Regions from separate parts of the Canis lupus genome. Here region 2 is linked to region 1. The links are chromatin contacts, called in public Hi-C maps. All regions are on one chromosome and are shown on one strand. Each heading gives the region's core, a stretch centred on a gene start, on an enhancer-like site or on the middle of the called end of the contact. The rest is flanking DNA. Distances are from core to core; before and after follow the strand shown.

Region 1 (5,039 bases), core at 1,761-4,260:
TTCTCTCCTGAAAATGAAAGATGATTGACAACTAAGAGTTGAATGTCTACTACAGATGAGTCATTGGGCTGGCAGTGTCCCTACCTTCAAAGTAGGAAGAGTCACCTGAGAACTAAGGTGCTATGTGGTATTATGAAGCAGCCTTGGCAAAGTAGAAAACTAATGATGGGGTCAGAACAATTGCTCTTAGATCCAGGATCTGGCCATTCAGCACCACTTGCTGTTAAGAGCCAAGAGTAGACACTTTGAGGTCAAGATTTTGTAGGGTCCCTTCTCTAGTGTTGACTTACTGCTTGATTTTGTGCAGTTGACTCAACCTTGTCCAGAAAAAGGCAATCAATAATGCTTCATCAGCCAAAGGCAATAATGATTACTGCAGTTACCTACCTTCCGGGGGTGGTTGTGAAAATTAAATGCGATACTACTTACAAAAAGCTCTGCTGGCTCCTGGCATTTAGCTGGCCCCTGGCAGGAGTTCTGGAGGAGCCAATGGCTAGCCAGGAAGGGACCACCTCAAAGACAGGTCTTGAGCATCTATCAGCCCTGGGACCAGGAAGGCACTAGGAGGAGTGTTTCCCAGAAATGGAGCACAAGCAAACAGTGAAATGTTCAACCAAGACTTGCCCAGGAACACCATGAATAAAACAAAGTAGCCTCTGTTTCATTGCTAACAACTGCTAAATGTACACAGAACCAGCTTTGATTTTCAAAGGTGATAGGTACCACTAACAAGATGATCCAGGTACCTCAACGATTATATGGTATTTTCTCTGAGGAGGTGGTCTCCCTTTGCACTAGGGAACAGCTATAGTCTCTGTTTATAAGTCTCATCATTATTTGAGTGTCTCTACTCTGCCTCCTGGGCTGTAGAAGAAGTGAATTCATCCTGCTTCTGGTAAAGCATTAAAAAAAAACAAACCAAAATTTACTCCATGAAACTACCTCTCCCAGCTGAAACTCCATCAGCCTGGATGTCACTGTGCTTGCTCTCTGGTGACTCATTCTCTCTTTTCTCTTCTCTAGGACCCTAGCAATCTGTAACTGGACTAAAAATCCCCCAGTTCCATATTCTTAGACATAGAAAAGCAGTATTTTATCTGTAAATCAGATCTTTGTTTCATCTCTCTTTACTGTTTTTTTTTTTTTTTTTTTTTTTGTCATACTAGGAAGACCTGTTTGGCCTTCGCAGCCTGCTGAGAATGTTTGCTCAGTATTAAATTTTGCTTCTTACATTTATCCAGACAATTATCTCAAACTTTTAAGTGCTTCTTCTCAATTTTACTGCCTGAAGCACTTCTCAGCTGAAAGCTCTTTGCCGGTGCTTCTAATTGTGATGAGGCATCTGCTTAGTGAGAAGGGGTGGGGGGGATGGGGGGATTTGCTTTATGGTATGGCCTGGGAGATTTGAAGGTGCCAGGGCATCTTCCTTGCTGCAGAACTCTGCTCAGCCCTCGAAGTACATCAGTAAGTGGCCACTACAGAAATAATAGCTGAATTTGAAAAACCCCTCATAACGCTATATTAACCATCCTTCCTGGGGTAGGAACTAGGAGAAGGTGAACAGCACAGGTTCCTCAGGAAAAAGTCTGCAGTTTCCTGCTTGCTAGGACCCCTGCTGTAGTTCTGTTATGAATGGCTCCATTATGGCAAAAAGATGGAGGAGAAGGTTGAAAGGGCTTTTCTAATTAGTGCCTGTGCTAGTGACCATTGGACAACTGGCCTTGAGATTGGAACAGGGCAGATCAGATGTGAAAACTCAGAGGAAAGTTTTCAAGCAGCTGAAGTCTTTAGCTGTATCCATACTACAGCCTCACGGTCCTGCAGTGGGGCAACCCCCCATGGAGCGTGATGGTCTTCCTGTACTTCCCCAAAGCATCACTGAGCTCCGGCTCACTGGCCAACTGACATGGGACTTTTCCTGACCTACTCTCTGGAATGATTGCTACCGGCCAAACTAATAAGATTTAACTTGTCAAGTTCCTTAGGCTTGAGAGGAAGCCCCCTCCCCGCCTCCACCCCTGATTCCTAATGAGGGAGGCTTGTCACTTTTTTACAAATAGCCTTGAAGATCTGGGTGGTTCCCAGAAACCTCTTCTTTTTACTGCAAAGATGAGTCACTGAAAACAGTCAACAGCCACAGTGGGGGGACATTGCTAACAGAGATCAGTGAAACTCCCACACAATCCCCCAGCCACTGCTTTGTCACTTGCTGTAGCCTCTTGACTTAACAAATCTTGGTTAGAGATGCTATCAGCTTTCACCGACAAGAGTTTTGAAGGAGCTGGGACCTTTCTGAGGAAGTGTTAAGTTGAGGGATGGGACCAGAACTGGGCAGGAGAAAGAAGGCCTAGAAGCAAAAATTGTTTAAATCCCCATTGTTGTGTAATCAATGGATTGTACAGCTTGGTGATCCAGCCTGCTCTCCTTTATTCTTTATACCATGCTATACCATGGTTTTATCATTTATTTATACAGCTCAATGGGATAAGAATATCTTTTTCTTTTTCTTTTTTTTTTTTTTTTACAGAACTACACATGATATTGAGGTGGAAACTGCCTTGCTGAAAAATTAATGGGGTTTTCCAGAAGTCACATGCTAAGTGGTTGCTTAGAGAAGAATAAAATTTCCAGTTCTAGAAATGCCTTCTGCTGATCCAAGTTCCATCCTCATCCTTCTAATCTTGGGTTTTCAGGCCTGCTCCTCTTCTTTCTTCTTTTAATGGATGTGTGCTTCTGCCCGGAGAGTCCAACGTTCTCCCCGGTATGGGTGTCAGGAAGGACACCCACCCTTGAAGAGAAATTGGTGAGGAAAGCCTCAGGGTCAGAGGTGGGAGCCTCACAGGGTTCCTTGAGGGTCTCAGATAGATCTCCTTGCTGTGGAAACCAGGCCACCGGGAGAAGGCAGGCTACAGAAGTAGTTCCTGGTATTTCTGTTGACAGTATTAGTGACCCTCTCTGGGTCCTGCAAAGGCAAGAAGGCAGTGGTTGTGGACTGTGTGTAGGGGCCCAACACGCCCGGCCATGCAAAGACTTGCTGTTAGCTCCAGCTTTGCCACTGAAGTGTTTGGCCTCAGGCTGTCATTGGACTTCCTGCCTCTTGATTTGTAGGGTGAACATCCTGAACTCTGAGTGCCACTGGCTTTTTCGGTTCTAACTTTGGATGCAGTTAGAAGCCTTGTGATGGAGTGGGAATTACACACACATAAGCCAACTTCCAGTGACATTTGTGGTTTCGTCAGCCCGAGCTGCCCGGGTTTCAGTTTCTGTGCAGAGAACTGTGGAGGGGAACATTTACCTTGCAGGGCTGTTGTGAACATGAGAGGACACAGAGGCCCTTGACAAAGTGCCTGGAATGCAGATGGTTTTAAATACTTTTTTCCCCCATGATCCTATGATCTGGTCCTAAGTGGTCCTGCGTCAATTAGGCTGATTTCTGTCACTTCCGAGAGAGGATGTGATTCAAGGCTCCTGGCTGTGAGTGAGCTGAGAAAGGCAGCTCCATCCCAGGGCCTCAGGGTAACCCTAATGGTAAGGAGAACCCCATTGCCATTTATTTATTTATTTATCTATCTATCTATCTATTTATTTATTTATTTATTTATTATTTAGCCTCAACCCAACCTCTGTGAGCTTGAGAATGTCCCTGAGCCCTCACCTGGCTGAGAAGCTCTGTCATTGAGGGGCATGTGGTGAATGAGTTCACTGAACTCTGGGAAGGGCTGAGTCCTGTGGGCTGAGAGGTATTTAAGAACAGAACAAAGATCTTTGAATGCTTTTTTGAACTGGGTAGTTCATAAAGGCATGGGGAGCAGACAAAAAAGAGCTGAAGACACCCGCTTAGGCTAGTCTCTAGTATTTCAGCCGAGTTGGGAGTCCTTAGGAAAATGAACTCTAAAACAAAGAGAGAACCAATCCATCTTAGGAAAATGAACTCTAAAACGAGAAAACAAATCCATCTTTTCTGAGGTTTTCATGAACAACAAACTCCTCTCAGGAAAATGGATCATTTGACATGTTGGAGTTTTTATCTGGAAGAAGACAACTTCTTAGTCTCTTGTGCTGTGTGGACTAAAACCTATTTTGCAGCTATAAAATTAATAATGTATTCATCTTTCCCGAACAATGGATTTTCAATCTTAACATTGAACCGCGACCAAAATTATGTCCTCTAGAGGTCACCAATGCACCAGAGTTGAAGGCCGTGGAGGTTTCCAAAATGCCTAGGGAAAGCTAAGTGTCCCGCTTATGTCTGAGTGGAAGAAAATAAGGCAAATAAATGATCAGAACAGCTGTTCTCCAGCTAGGCTCTTAAGAAATAGGAAATCTTGTTTTGAATAGCACATTTTATATTGATTTTTCTTGGTTGACTTTGGCTCTCTTGATCTAACTGGAGGAAACTCTTAGAATGGTTAAATGCTTCCTCATGGATGGCTTAATTTTAGACGTCAGAGAAGAAACTTCTAAATGGAGAAAACCAGTTTTAGAAATGAGCTCTTTGAGCTTCCATTAAAGGAATGTTCCATTCAGTGGTGCCCTGGCCAGGGAGGAGTCGCCATGTGTCTCCCCAGCTCGCTGTGCTCAAAGAACACGGGCACAGGGAGGTGAGAAGCAGGGGAAGCGGTCCTGTAATTAGCTGTTATATAATTTCTGAGTTGTCTTATGTGGGAGGACACTGTCCCAACTACTTAGATCTCTGCAGAAGAAATCAGGAACTGCCCACGAAGGTATCACTTGTCTTGTCCAAGCATATCTTTCATCTGAAAGAACTGCCATCTGAGAAGTTGGCAAGTTGGAAATCCCAGTTGGACTTTTCTTAGTTACTCCCATCCCTAAACTTCCACCTTGTGTGAAGCTCATGGTCTTCCTGAGAGAGAACTTGCTTGGAGAACGGTGCTGCATGTTGGCTGTGGTACTGGACCAGGGTGGTGGACAACAGGCAGCTGAGAGCCCAGGATGGGTTGAGGCACAGCTCCCTGCGGTTGGCCTGTGTTGCTCAAGCCCTGTGACTGGGAGTCACCACCAGGGGATCATAGCGTTGT
Region 2 (4,734 bases), core at 1,199-3,698, 570 kb after region 1:
TCCTCTGGATTTTTGGACAACATGCTAGCTATCAAGTGCTTAGCAGGAGCCAGCAATGACGATGGCATTGTATACCTTGCTTCTCTTATGCACCTGTAAGTTTCTTTCAGATTTGTAGTTTCGAAGGGGGGTCTTCCTAGTAACATTGTATACCTGTGTGCAAAAGGACACTTTTTTTTAGAAATGGTCACAAAGCAGTTCTTTTCCATTGTTAAAATCGAAATCCAAATTTGCTTTTTCATCATTTTGGTGCATTTACTTACATTACACAACCTAAGGCCCAAATATCTGATTCACAGCCATGTCCTTGTTTGTTGAGGACTTCAGGAGAGAGATAGTTTGGGGTACCACATATTGTTCTGGAAAACAAAATATGAAGACCTCATTAAGAACTGTTCTACTGTTTACACTTAGTTCTCTGGATAAAACCTTAGGAGTATTGCATTAAATTCCTGTTTAGAAAAATCTGACTTTTCATTTTTGGCATCTCAACAATTAACATTTGATAGAGCGACTTAATAATTATTAATATTATTGTGGTTTGTGGACTTTAGTATGAATTCACCTTCTCCAAAACATTAATTGAAAAAAAAAAATAAGGGTGTATTTGATCTTCATAAAACCCTGTCAGGATATATCTTTTTTTTTTTTTTTTTTTTTTTTTTTTTTAGGATATATCTTTGACTCTTACCTCCTTCTGTGCTCCAAGGGTTCCAGCCTGGCTGCCAAACCGAAGTCCCCGACTTTTAATTCCATGGCTTCGTTAATAAAAAAGTTCCCTGGATAATAAACAAAGCAAAACCTGAATCCCCTTGAAAAGACGTTCTAACCAAATACACACACACATCCTCTTTGGAGGCAGGCAGCCAGTTGTTTACTGTTAAAGTCACAGATTAAAAAGAAAGATTACATAGGCTAGATCCCAATTAAGAACATTAATGCGTAACAAGGGAGACGGAGAAGAAAAGAACACCTCTCCCTGATGCAGAAGTTCAGTGTTTGGAACATAGGGCTTACCTAGTTTGAGATCTCGGTGTAAGATTTCTTGTTCATGAAGGTACTTCAGTCCAGACACAATCTGCCTGAGGTAGTATCGGACTTCTGGCTCTGTCAACACCTTCCTTGCTTTCAAGATATGAGCCATGGACTAGGAGGAGGAGAAGGAGAAAAAGAGAATCTGTCAAACAAAGTCATCAAAATCAGTAGTTTCCTTTTGCAGGTTGAGTGATGATAGGGAACACTACGATATCATAATTCCCACCGCAGCTAAAATCCCAGATAAAATGCAGTGTGAAGCCCGCTCCAGTTTGGGGGAAGTAAATGAACTCCAAGAGGAGTTAAAGCTCACCCTTCTACTGCAGTATTCCAAGAGAATGTAAATGTTTTCTTTGTCCTCAAAGTAGTGGTAAAATTGCACTACGTGCTTATGATGGAGGATTCTGTGAAGCTCTATTTCTTTGTCGATCTGAAAGAAAAGGGCGAGACAAGACTTATAAGCCTTCTGTCACCTTTCAAGAGCCAGTTGCTTACACATGCAGAAGACATTTTCTTAAGAGGGAAGGGCCATCCCTGCGCACAAAGAAAATACTTTACTCAACAGTCATACACACCTTTTCCCTTTGATGAGGTTTAGCTACTCTGCTGTGAGGAATGATTTTTGCAGCATACACTTTGTTGTTTGTCAAATCTGTCATCTCGTAACATTTGGCAAAGCCACCCTGAAACAAAGCCGAGAGAGAGAGCATTGAGTGGGGCAGGGGGAAAAAAAGAAAAAACAAGAAAAAAAAAAAAAAAAAAGGACAGCACGCATTTCTTAAAAAATACCTAAAAATGAGAGGGGAAAAGCAAAATTACGGGGAAGGAAGGGTGGACAGTCGCATGCGCTGTACTTTTTTTGAAAGCTCCTTCGGGAAGGGAAGAGCATGCCTTCTCCCTTTACAAAGCTTTGGGGAGGGGGGGAATCAAAAATAAATGTCAGAAAGAAAAAAAGAAAAAGAAAGCCGCGGGGCGCAGGTGGGGGCGGCGCGGGGAGCCGCGCTGCGGGCTCGCGGGCCCAGAGGGCAGCGCAGGGCGCCGAGCGCCCGGGTCCCGCCCGCACCCGCCGCCCGCCCGCCCGCCCCCCGGACGGGGGTGCCCGGCCGCGCCGCCCGCCGCTCGTCACCTTGCCCAGCACTTTGCCCCGGCAGTAGCGCTTCCCCGTCGTGGGGTCCACGATAATCCGCGAGACCTCGGCGCCCGAGTGCGCGTGGTGGTGGTGGTGGTGCGGCGCCGCCGGCGGCCCCTGGCCCGCGGGCTGCGGCGGCGGCGGCGGCTCCTCGGGGGGCTGCGGCGGCCGCTTCTTCTTGGAGTCCCCGCCGCAAGCCTTGCCCAGCGCCTGCTCGCACATCTTGGTGCCGGCGGCCGGCTGGTACGTGATAGTCCGCAAGAGCTCCATCGCCGCCCGCCGCCCGGCCCTCGAGCCCCGCCGACTGCCCCTGCCCGCGCCCGCGCCCGCGCCGTCCGCGTCCACTTGTGAGAGTGCGGCCGCCCGGCCGAGGCTTATATACGGGCCGCCGGGGGGGGCGGAGACTCCGGACGCGATGTGACGTCACGGGAGACGCCCCGCCCCCCGGCCGCCGAAGCGCGCGCCGGGCCGCCGCGAGGTCGGGAGCCGCCGCGGGCTTCCCGCTGCCGCCGGCGTGCGGGCCCCGACGGGCCGGCCTCGGGGAGCGCTCGCCGCCGCGGGCGGCCCCCGCCCGCGCTCCCCCCGCGGCGAGGAGAGCGCCCGGCGGACGCGGGTCCCCTCGACCCCGGCCCGCTCCCTGGCGCCGCCAGTCGGGGGCGCTGCGTCCGGGGTCCGCGGCGCATGCGCGCGAGGCCTCCCCGGGCCGTCGGGGGGTCGCTGCGGGGTCGCGCCCCGCCGCCTCGCGCCCAGTTGCGGCCCCGCGGGCCGGGCTCCCCGCGAAAGGCCGGGCCTCTCGGGGCGGCGTCGCGAGCAGCGGCGGGCCCGGGCCTGCGGTCGCGGGGACCCTTCCCCGCGGGAGGGCAGGCGGTGACCGCGGAGGGGGCGCCCGCGGAACTGCCCCTCGGGGCGCCCTGCACTGGGGCGCGCGGGCGTCCCCTCGCGGGAGGTTCCAGAAGTGCGGGCGCCGCGGCGAGCGGGCCTGCCCTGACCGGAGGCGGCAGGGGGCCTCTCCCCCCGGGCGTCCTGCGCGCGGCTCGGAGCCCACGCGGCGCCCGGGGCCGGGGAGGGACGGCGGGCGTGCAAGGCCCTGTCCCCGCGGGGCACCGCGAGCTGCTCCGAGCCCCAGATCCGACTGCTCGCTTTTGCTGACCCGGGGACACCTTCTTGTCCTGCTCACCCTTGCGTGAGGGGCACCGCGCCCGGGGCCCGAGGTGCCTCCTGTCACCCTACAGCGTCCCGCCTGGGACGGGCTGCGCTTCCGCCCGTGCAGGTAGGAGCCGGGCTCGGCACGGGCCTCGGTGCGGGTGTCCGCACGCCCTCGGGCTCTGCCAACGAGCGGGAGCCGCGCCTCGGCTAATGAGACGCAGCAGACCCTCCGTGCTCCTAGATGCCGGTCAGTGTGTGCACGCGCGGCTCGCGGGAGCCCCCGGGGGGCGCTCGGAGGAAGGGCCCCTCAGTCCTGCGCGCCCTGGAGGTCCGCGCCCGTCCCCCGTCCCTGAAGGGAGCCGCGGCCGACCTTCCGCGCCCTACGCTCGCCCCCTAGGGCACGGGGGGCGTCGCTGCCATTCCCCGGTCGACAGGGAAAGGCCCGGGGCGCTTGCAGCAGGTGAGGGCGAGCCCAGGCCTGTTTCTCCCAAGTGAAAGTAGACTTTGCTCCCAGGGTGACGGGGCCGGAGGGGGCGTGGGGGTGGGGGTGGGGACGAACATTCACACCATCCACCCTGTAGCCATGAGCCCAGGGGTGCCCTCTGCTCCCCAGATGCACGCAGACCCGTTCGCCAGCCTGGAGCAGGCCTGCTGCCTGGAGAAGCCCGCCTGCACGTCCAGAGCCGTCCCACGCCGTCCCTTTACTTCAGGGGTCGGTGAGGAACTTGCTCCACTCTCCGCTGACGGCCTTCTCGGCGAAGAGGGCCGCGAAGAACAGATGCTCGGGACGTTTCTCATCCTTACTTCAGTTCTTTGGTTACTGCACACCGGCGTACGGATCTTTGCCAAATGGACCTCAGCATTCGGTCGACCGCGGACGTTCCGCATGAAATCCGGGTCTACGCTCCCGAACAGTCCGGTGTGGACCACGCGGAGGACCACCGTGTGCCGCGCGGGCGGGCGTGCGCGGAGCGCCTCAGGCCCACTGTCGGGATCGCATTTTTCGGTTTGTGGTGCCCTCAGGCGGACAGAACCAGAATCGCAGGCCACCTCGCCAAAAGGGAAGGAAGACGTGTCCTTTCCCACGGAGAGCATTCTTTAATTACAAAATAGTGTTTCTCTGTAGCTCTATAGCTGTGAAAACCCCAGGGTGATGTCTGGTGACACCCGGCAAGCTGATTCCAAGCTTTATAGGACAGTGGAAGGGATCAAAAATAGCAAAGTCCCTTCAAAGATTAAGCAAAGGTGGAAGGCCTTTCTCCACCAGCTGTCAGGACTTGTAGTGAAGCTGCCGAGGGTAAGCAAACAGAGCCCTCTCAGGGATAGACTGATCAGATGCAAGAAGTACGGTGTCTGGAAGTGGGCCCACAGTATATGGGACTTTGATATATGACCAAAGAGTCCTGACGTCCGTGAGCAAAGCA

Evidence for each region. Hi-C and Micro-C count contacts between places; a contact is called where the count stands out from the background.
Region 2: a contact with region 1 is called in a Hi-C map of skin fibroblasts, with 3 times the contacts expected there. The contact joins the promoter of PLK2 here to the enhancer-like site in region 1. A contact is called at or near these places in 4 of 9 Hi-C or Micro-C datasets (amygdala, liver, skin fibroblasts and 1 more).

What each region holds. Positions count from the first base shown.
Region 1 is chr2:43,972,286-43,977,324 of UU_Cfam_GSD_1.0, forward strand. The region is part of intron 2 of LOC106557902 (a long non-coding RNA gene); the gene reads left to right. Among named protein-coding and RNA genes, the nearest start is that of ACTBL2, 280 kb to the left of the region's middle. Within about 2 kb of position 3,011, at least 4 of the 20 cell types and tissues checked have an H3K27ac peak or open chromatin away from gene starts, as enhancers often do.
Region 2 is chr2:44,544,425-44,549,158 of UU_Cfam_GSD_1.0, forward strand. PLK2 (serine/threonine-protein kinase PLK2) reads right to left here and starts at 2,449. Exons shown (of 14, transcript XM_038530642.1): 1 at 2,162-2,449; 2 at 1,611-1,718; 3 at 1,349-1,465; 4 at 1,018-1,147; 5 at 692-779; 6 at 264-359; 7 at 1-153. The coding sequence starts at 2,434.